Linked DNA regions of Mus musculus: region 2 is linked to region 1. The links are chromatin contacts, called in public Hi-C maps. All regions are on one chromosome and are shown on one strand. Each heading gives the region's core, a stretch centred on a gene start, on an enhancer-like site or on the middle of the called end of the contact. The rest is flanking DNA. Distances are from core to core; before and after follow the strand shown.

What was found. Hi-C and Micro-C count contacts between places; a contact is called where the count stands out from the background.
Region 2: a Hi-C map of the N1E-115 cell line shows a contact between it and region 1, with 2.4 times the contacts expected there. The contact joins two enhancer-like sites. A contact is called at or near these places in 1 of 39 promoter capture datasets (liver) and 3 of 484 Hi-C or Micro-C datasets (the N1E-115 cell line, double positive thymocytes and erythroblasts).

The regions. Positions count from the first base shown.
Region 1 is chr4:9,370,299-9,374,745 of GRCm38.p6, forward strand. All of the region lies in intron 3 of Clvs1 (clavesin 1), which reads left to right. Among named protein-coding and RNA genes, the nearest start is that of Gm11816, 85 kb to the left of the region's middle. Within about 2 kb of position 2,098, at least 11 of the 459 cell types and tissues checked have an H3K27ac peak or open chromatin away from gene starts, as enhancers often do. A contact at or near this core is called in the N1E-115 cell line, where this site is marked.
Region 2 is chr4:9,442,291-9,447,276 of GRCm38.p6, forward strand. All of the region lies in intron 5 of Clvs1 (clavesin 1), which reads left to right. Among named protein-coding and RNA genes, the nearest start is that of Gm11816, 160 kb to the left of the region's middle. Within about 2 kb of position 2,306, at least 67 of the 459 cell types and tissues checked have an H3K27ac peak or open chromatin away from gene starts, as enhancers often do. A contact at or near this core is called in the N1E-115 cell line, where this site is marked.

The DNA.
Region 1 (4,447 bases), core at 848-3,347:
GTGTCTGTACTCTCTTTTATTCTGGAAAATAGATTTCAAAGGCAGGTGTAAAGAAACTAACCTAGAAACTATTAGTATAATTTAAACTTGAGGGATTTGGGGTTTTTTTGTGGCTGAAACTAGAATATAAACAATAGAAATGCTAGGTGATTTCAGATTCATGTATTTATTAATAATATAATTATAATAACACAATTAGTATATTTAAATATTTAAACTTAAGGTAGCATATAGACTTAAATTTAAGGTTAGCAGAATAGGGCATGTCATGTGGGACAAAGAGGGGTGTTAAAGATGCCTTTAATGTTTTGGAAAAGTCCTCTCCTTAAGAAGACAGGGAAGGATGCAGAAGAATTCAGGTGAAAATGCCTAAGATAGGATCAGAGAGAGAGAAAAGAGAGGGAGAAAAGGAGAGAGAGAGAGAGAGGAGAGAGAGAGAGAAGCCCAACTTTGTATACTGTTCAGGAACTCTCCTTAGAAAAGCCACCGTGGAAGCAATTCTATCATCAAGTACTGAGACAGATGTTAGTGTGGGGGACTGTAAGAAAGGGCCCTATACCCGTGTGGGATTCCTAGAGAAATGAGAAGTGATGTCCCTGGAGAGGAACAGACTGGTAGTGTGGTCTGGAAGGGCTGGAGATGTGAAGTGGGCACTAGACAATAGAGACCTAATAGTAAGAGCATTGCACACCCTTTGATAGGAGCAAGCCAGGAGTTTCCGAGAACAGCAAAGAGCCGGCTGAACATGGACATGTATGAAAATGCTGAGGACACATGGACAGGTAACTTAGGGACAAATCTCACTTATGGGGCTTTAAAGGCCAGGCTCCCTCAAAAGCACCACTCCAGGCCCATTGTCAGAGCTTGCTCCCAAGTCCTCCATGTCTACTGTCTACATTTTTATCTTGGAACCATTCCAGAGTATTATAGGAATATTCACTTTTATCTCAGGCTCTGAGATTCAAATTATTTGAGAACAAAGACTTCACATTTTTCTTGCTTTTTTTTTTTTAAACCACAATGGTTTATTCAGAGAAGCCAAATCAGTGCTTGCTCAAACAGTAACATATTTTACCACGCTGCTCCTTATTCTATCTTACTTCAATGCCTACATAAACATTTTTACTTAAAAATAAAAACGTCTTTATTGAATAGTAACAGGCCCACTATTAACAAGAGCCCACTTTGAGAGAATTAACACACCGAAAAGTTGCAAATATCAGTTTTCTTAAGACAATGACAGAGAACATCAAAGTCCCCAAGGATGTGTTAAGATAGAAACTTTAGAAACTTGACAGTAAGCAAAAGACTAGGTTGTCACGAATTCATAAGAGAGTTAGGTGACTGGTGAGGGTTTTCGTAGACCGGTTTTGACAGGTTTCCGTCACTGAGACAGCACACTGCAGATAGTCGGGTTTAAATGCAGAATGATTTATCTGTGCTCATGGTTTCAGAGGCATGTTTGAGGCATGTGGCAACTTGGTGCACCACACGTAAGAAATTTTTCACCTTACTGAGGATGGGAAACAAATGAAAATACAAGAAGCAACACCCCTCCCAAGGGCATACCCTGGTAAACTAACATCTTTCCATCAGATCCTATCTTATGAAGGCCATCTCCCAATACTGCCACAGGACGGGGACCAAGCCTTTAACACGGGGACTTCTGAGGGTCAACCTAGTACTAGTTGTACATTTATAAGGATGAACATTTTGAAGCACTTCTGCAGGTTGGTGACAAGGACTGGGGCAGTTAGTACTCACCCCATCTGAGACCTGAAACAGAGAGCAAGGCTCAGCATCATCCAAGAGTCTCTGAAATATCCTCCAAGCTGATAGAGCAGGGAAGTCAATCCCAATCTCACCCCTCATCGCCAGAAGAGAGACAGACGTGCCATGGCTAAAGAGCTGTAAGCTTCTACCAACTAAGGATTAGCTACAGGAAATAAATCAAGGGACCTGCTGAACACAGGCAAGGGCAGAGCAGCCGGTGCTTGAATCCCAGGGGACATGCTCCTGGGTGTGTCTGAATGTTCCAAAGAACTCTCTGTGGGCAGTTAATACGCATACGTGCTTATCCTAAAATAAGACCTTATTAGTCATTGCATCTCGCTCTTTAGGAGCTCAGTAGCAGCTCAGTAGTAGCTCCTCTGACTCACAGGCTCATATATGTGTTAGGCAATTTACAAACACTATTACTTGTTTTCTTCTGGAGCACAGGGTCACACCCATCATTTTGAAGAAAATTCATGCTTCAAACTCATGTCTAAATATTTGTAATTTGTCTTTCAGTGATTCTTTTATATAAAGGATGCTCCATATAAAGTAGATGGTCACTCAGCCCACTCTCAGAGACTAACCACACAGAACACAGATTCTAGTACATCCTCAGAAGGTTAATGCTGTGTGTTTGAGGGTCAAGATTAAATAACTTCTCTAACTTTTGCTGTTTCATCAATGATTCCTTCTGGTGAAACTGACACACTTAACTCTGAGGGCATGGCAGTGTGGGGGCAATAATTTCAAGTATACATTGTGACACTCTATATTCCTGTCCTGTCATCGGTGCAAATGACAATGCAGTGAAATAAGCTGAAGATGCTAATATTATTATTAAAAATAACGTTGACTACTTTGTTCTTCTGAAAACATATCAAGGACCTCCAGTGGATGCTGCTTCTCTAAACATCCCTTTTTGTGCCTTGAAATTCTAGCATCAAATCTTTAACAATTTTACGTGCCTGATGATATTAGCTGATGGCAATGTAAACATGCTCCACTAGAGTCTACAGAGCTAGTTTTTCTGACTGGCCTGCTTAAGGATTCAGGCAGCGTTTAGAGGCTGATTATGGGATTGGATCCCTGGGTATGGCAGTCTCTAGATCATCCATCCTTTCGTCTCAGCTCCAAACTTTGTCTCTGTAACTCCTTCCATGGTGTTTTGTTCCCAATTCTAAGAAGGGGCAAAGTGTCCACACTTTGGTCTTCGTTCCCCTTGAGTTTCATGTGTTTTACAAATTGTATCTTATATCTTGGGTATTCTAAGTTTCTGGGCTAATATCCACTTATCAGTGAGAGCATATCATATGAGTTCTTTTGTGATTGGGTTACCTCACTCAGGATGATGCCCTCCAGGTCCATCCATTTGCCTAGGAATTTCATAAATTCATTCTTTTTAATAGGTGAGTAGTATTCCATTGTGTAAATGTACCACGTTTTCTGTATCTATTCCTCTGTTGAGGGGCATCTGGGTTCTACAGAGGAACGCCAGGGCCAAGAAGAGGGAGTGGGGGGGAGGAGAATAGGGGGGTGTGGGGTGACTTTTGGGATAGCATTGGAAATGTAAATGAAGAAAATACCTAATTTAAAAAAAAGAAAAGAAAAAAGAATTCAGGCAGCAATCATTCACAATTCTGTCTTGTTACAGATAGAGATAGTAATTTATTTTTAATTTTCTGTGCTTCTCCCAACTCAGATATCTCTACTATTTGGTGGATTGTTGATGTAAAATCCACACCAACTTCTTATACCTGTCCCAACAGATTTGTGAATTTAGAAAAGAGAGTCAAGAACATGTGTTCCAAGAAAAATTTTCTATTCTAGTGACTTACTACACAGACATCAGCCTTCAGCAAGGCTGCAATTCCATCTATTTTAACATGTGATTTTATCCACCTTTTCAATGTGACAAAATTCTACCACAACTATACTTAGTTTGTAATCACAGAAATGGAAAGAAATAGAAGACAGTGTCTTGTTAATTCATATGATTACAGGAAGATTGACATAAAAAAATCCCTCAAGCCAAATTTAATACCAAAACACTCTAAGAATGATAAGATTCTGTAGTCTTAAGGATTTCATACTACAGTGAATGGCATTATGATTAGTGTTAAACTTAATAAAAATAAGATTTACATTGGTCTCATATCAAAGGTGCCTAGTCACCAAGAGATGGCTTCAGGATGCAGACAGCAGGAAGCAGAATAGTCACATGCTGAAGTTCTCCCAAAGCTTGAGGCAGCTGGCAAACACCTTTGGAGGTTATGTTGTCAGTCCCCGGTACGTGAAAGACATCTAACATCTTGTCTGGAACATGTCTAAACATTTAAGAGGGCTGTCCATTTCCCTCCAAAGCCTGGTGACTGTCTGTAACTTCCTCCCTCAGGAAAGAGTGCCTTCAAAGGGCAAATCGTTCTTCCTAAAAGGAACTGTCAGTCTCCTGAAAATCCACATGCCAGTACTTTTAACTGTTCCTAATAATACTTAATATTTAGCACTAGTGTTTTAAATGTGTTGTGTTACAGCTAACATTCATCAAGCCAATACTACCCTACATGCTTATAAAATTAAAACATCTATTTTTGTGTCTATAAAAATGACATTTGAAATTGAAATAAAATCGTTTGGGGCTCTTCTCCTTCTGTTGGCTTGGCTTGTCCAACTT
Region 2 (4,986 bases), core at 1,056-3,555, 72 kb after region 1:
GGACCCTCAGTTTTGTTCAGCACCCTTTCCCAGCCAGAGCCTGCCCTCTGGCCTGGGTAGCAATTCTGTCTGTATTGGTCTTATCAGTGTTGATGCCTCCTCTGTCCCTTCTCATCGAAACTGTCACCTATGTACCTCCAGTCTCTCTCTCTCTTTCTTTTTAGTCTTCTCTGACTACCAGCCTCTGCCTTTATCTAAGAGTTCCTCCCCACCACCCATGGCATGCTCAGCCTCACCTCTCATGTAGTGTCAGGACTGCAGACCTCTGGTTCACAGTGATTTCTCAGTCCTCACATCTGCATTACACTGTCACATCCCCGAAGGCAGTCCTCCAGCCTCCTTGTCTCAACAAGCCATCACTGAATTGCTGTGTATTTATGGAGTTTACTACATTTCAAGTCACACTGCTATAGTTTGAACACTCTCCAAGGGCAGAGAATGCATGGCTCCCCACTATTAGGTGACCTCTCACATGATCTTAGCGTAGAAGGGGTTCTCGGGGTACCTTCATGAAGGGCAGGTGGGGGAGTAGAACAGAGATGGGAGAAAACAGCAAAGGAAGAGAACAGCAAAGGAAGGGACTGCATGAGAGTAAAGGCTGTTGTAGATACTCTACGAAGTGAGGAACAAAACACTGCTCAGAGTCTGCAGTGGAGTGGACCGTAACATAGCCTTTGTAATCAGTATTTGATTAGGATTTGAAATCATCTCTAAGATGTCATATGATTCCTCCTAGGTTCTGAAATTCCGTTAACAGCTTACATTTACAGCACCTATTTTGTTTTTAGAACAATCATTCATCTGTTCATTAAAATTTCTACTAAGTGCCAGCTCACAGAACAGGATAAAGGGCCATTAAGGGAATGGGACGTGGGTCCCAATCCTATGAGCTCAGAATAGCTGTGTGCCTGAGTAGCTATCAACCTGTGAGTTAGGTTTCCTCTGCCTGAGACGAACAGCAATTAGTTTCCTTATTACTAGGCTGTGTAGATTAAATGAAGGGTAAATATTAGAATTGGATGCTAAAGGCTGCCCTATAAGCAGCTTCAAGATGCTCCTGAACGTACAGAAATCTGTGGCCTGTGTAGAAGACAGAGTTGCTGGACAAGTCTTGCGGATGTACCAGGAGGTCGCATCAGGGCTCCCAACTCAGTCTCACAGAAAAATGTGCTTTGAAGAGGTTGGTCTTCCACTACCACGTAGGACTCCAAGGTTGTATATGTTGTATGTCCTCTGGCCTCCACATTCCCTATGTACATACACACACACACACACACACACACACACACACACACACAAGGAAAAAATCCATTTCATTTGTTTTTCCTCCACTTAAAGCCTTGATTCAATTTTCCATTGGCCCTGGACAAAGTCCAGCACACTTATTATTATGCCCCATTCGCTGTGTCTGAAGTCTCTGGAATACATACCCAGACATTCTTCTCCTTGTATACTGATCTGCAACTATTTAACTTAAAAGGGGAAAACCAGTAATTGACTGCATGTAAGACATTGCAGTTGTACAGGAAATCCTGTTTGTGTAGCGTTTAACATGATGAACCATGCCCATCACTGCCAGGACGTGGCCGTGGAACCAGCTTGGTCTTCCTAAGCACTGGGCATTTGATGCCATCTCCATCCTCGTTGTTGCCTGGGAAACTGTCCCAACTAAGCAATCTTTCTTGCTGTTTATTTACTTGTTTATATATTTATAAGCAGGGTCTCAGTTGATATGTAGCTGGGGCTGGGCTGAAATGTACTAAATAGTCCAGGCTAGCTCCAAAACCACAGTCTTCCTGCCTCAGCTGCTGAGTGCTGGAATTGTAGCTGTGCACCAGTATGCTAGGCTATACATTTATCAAGACCTCAGGGAGCAAAGTCTTTTGTTTTATTTTCTCCATTCCAAACAAAACGTTATCTCCTTTACCACATTTCAAATCCTTTGGCATTTCATTCTCCACTTTGTCCATCCAGCCATTCACCCTCCACCCGTTTTCCCACTCGTTCTTCAGGTCTATTCACTGGGCTTTCACTTAGCATCTGTTGCTGTCATGGCTGTGTGTCACCACCATGCCAGCCCTGAGTCTACCCGCCACACAGACAGTCGCCCACGCTGCAAGTTACATTCTGATGGATGGATGTGAGTATTCAGAGGCCTGATATTCACACTGAGCTAATAACACCAGACAAGTTCCATCAATGTACTCTCATTTGATTAAAAACCAGAGCTATGAAAGGGCTCTGTTACGCAGAGTACTAGCCATTCTTCTCCAAGCTGTCCCAGGGGTGGAATGAGTCACCAGCATTGATTGTCTCAGCTGTTGGCAGCCTCCACCATACCTCTGCCTCTTCAGAACATCACATCCCGGTCCTGCTGTGGTGACGTCACCGGGCTCACACCACTGATTCTGGAGGGAGGGAAAGGAGTGTGGACGGAGAGGCTGACTCCTGGCTCTCTGTGCTGGTCTAGTCCTACAGAAACCTGACTACTCAGAGGAGGCAGTGTGAACGCCTGCAGTCATTTTCTGCACTGTTATTTTAAGTTCTGATTTGATAGCTGATAAGAATGTCCACAAATATCTATGTGCTCAAAATCTACATGTCTTGTGCTTCTGTGGACCACCTCCCACATCTGAGCTCGCTTTCAAAGTGTGTTAGCAAAAGCACTATAAACGCTCAATGCTCACACCTCGGCGCTCACAAACCTACACCCCCACCCCCCGAATGTTGAATGACTGCAGAGATGAGGCTCTTTCAAACACAGAAATCCCTCTAGGCCTCACTTCTGCAGCATCTGCTATTCCCCATAATATAGGCATTATTTTTATCTCCAATTTACAAAGGAGAAGGCAGCGTTAACCTGAGGACATAAAGTTCGTGTTGGCATTCTAATCTAGCGGGGAGCCCCTTGGGGGGAACTTCTTCTGTACTTGAGGTTATTGGAGAAAAAAGCCATGAAGATTGCTTAGGATCCTTTAAAAATATGCAGTACGTGCATGTGTGTGTGTACACGTGTGTGTGTGTGTGTGTGTGTGTGTGTGTGTGTGTGTGTGTTGCATATGCACTTTTTTTGTATGGGTGAATGTTTACATGGTGTGCATATACATGTGTGCACATTTGTGTGTGGATCAGAGGATAACTTTAGACCTCATTTCTCAAGTGCTGTTTACCTTGATTGTTTTTTTTTTTTTTTTTTTTTTTTTTTGTTGTTGTTTAAACCGGTTTCTCCCACCGGCTTTGAGTAGACTACGCAGACTGGCAGGAAGTTCCCAAGGCTCTCCCCATCTCTCTTCTCCAACACTAGGATTGCAAGCATGTCTTTGTTTATTTATTTTTTTTAAATGTGAGTTCTGGGACTTCCAGTCTGGTCTTGATGTTTGTGCCTCAAGCACTTTACTGACTGAGCTATTTCCTCAGACCCAAATATATTTTCAGTTTATTCTTGGAGAATTTCAAACATGAATACAATGTGCTTTGGTCAAATCCACCTTCTACCTCCAGCAGAAATTTCTATTCCTGGAGGGAAGTGCTACAAGCCAAGGGGTCAGAGAGTTCTGAGTTCTTCCACAAAACTAACCCTCCTGTTAACTTGGAAAATTAAAATGACTTTTGTGGGGTTCTCCCCGATGAAATGCAGAGATTGATTCTCAAGAAACAAATGGTTAACACCTAACTCAAGGGAGAGCCTAGCCAAACCACCTCTGCAGTACCTTTTGGCCCTGGCATTGTGATTCCTGGTATGTACTCCATGTAAAGGACAGAGCAGTCAGGTCCTTATAGGGCTTCTCCATAGCTCAGATAGGCAATGGAGGACAACTAATAAGAACACAGACCAAGCAGAGAACAACAGGAAAGCATCCTCTGGGTATAAAGACTAGGTGAAACCTTGTAGGGATTGCCTTCTCCACCACTGAAATTACCCATCACCCTCTGCATGAGGTTAGATGGTATTCTGCATTAAAAAGAGGAGAAATACAGATGTTTATTTTAGCACGAGAACTTGGCTTCTCAGGAGTAGACAGAGCCACTAAACGGTCTTATCTACTGTGCTGAACTGAGCACAGCCTAAGCATGCTGACCAGAGGGAGACATTTTCATCAGTGAGCAATTGAATTGACTTTCAGAGGCAATCTTTATGTAGCTAACTTACTAAGGGCAAGATTCAAGAAGGATCCCAAAGAAATGGGATTTTCCCCCAGGAATCTCATCCTAGGAAGAGGGAAGGGTGCCCTGAGAGGGAGCATGTCTCCTGAAAAGAGATTTCAAACAATTCTAACAGTTGTCTGACAGGATGAGACTGAAATCCCAATAAGGATGGGTCAAGGGTACTTGAGAACACGCCTTGACCACTTGAGGGATTTGTGAATGCCTTTGTCTCTCTTCCCAGTGTGCTCACATTGAATAAATCTCATTCTAATCCTTTCTATTACAAAAACAAGAGTTTGCTATATACCTTTTCAGTGAATTTCAAATATTTCATGACATAGTGAGTCACTGACATCGAGTTTTAATATTAAATGTCTCTTGTGTGACTAGGTAAATAGAATTCTATCATGTCAAAAGTTAAGAAGCCATGTTCCCAATTAGGGGACATATAAACCTGGGGCAAGATGCTGCTTGCTTCCTTATTCTCAATATCTTGGAACAGGCCTGTTGTCACTTATCAGTCAACCAAGACACATTCTATTGGGTAAGACATTCCAGGTCATTGCTGTCAATGTATCTACTGAAAGAAATAACACAGGTCCCAATTGCATCTCAGGAGGGGAGAGTGAACAGTGTCCATCTGAATAAGAAGGGCAAATGAGACTATTGTGTGAGCAATAGATTTACCCTTCTGTCTTCCCTTCTTTCCATGTTCTCTTCTCAATCATCTGTCTTCCCTGCCTGGGCAATGGGGCATCTGCACAGGTCTACAACATTCTAGCTTGGATCTCTGTACCTGGATGACTTAACAATGAAGGTTTCTGCACATTTGCTCATAGA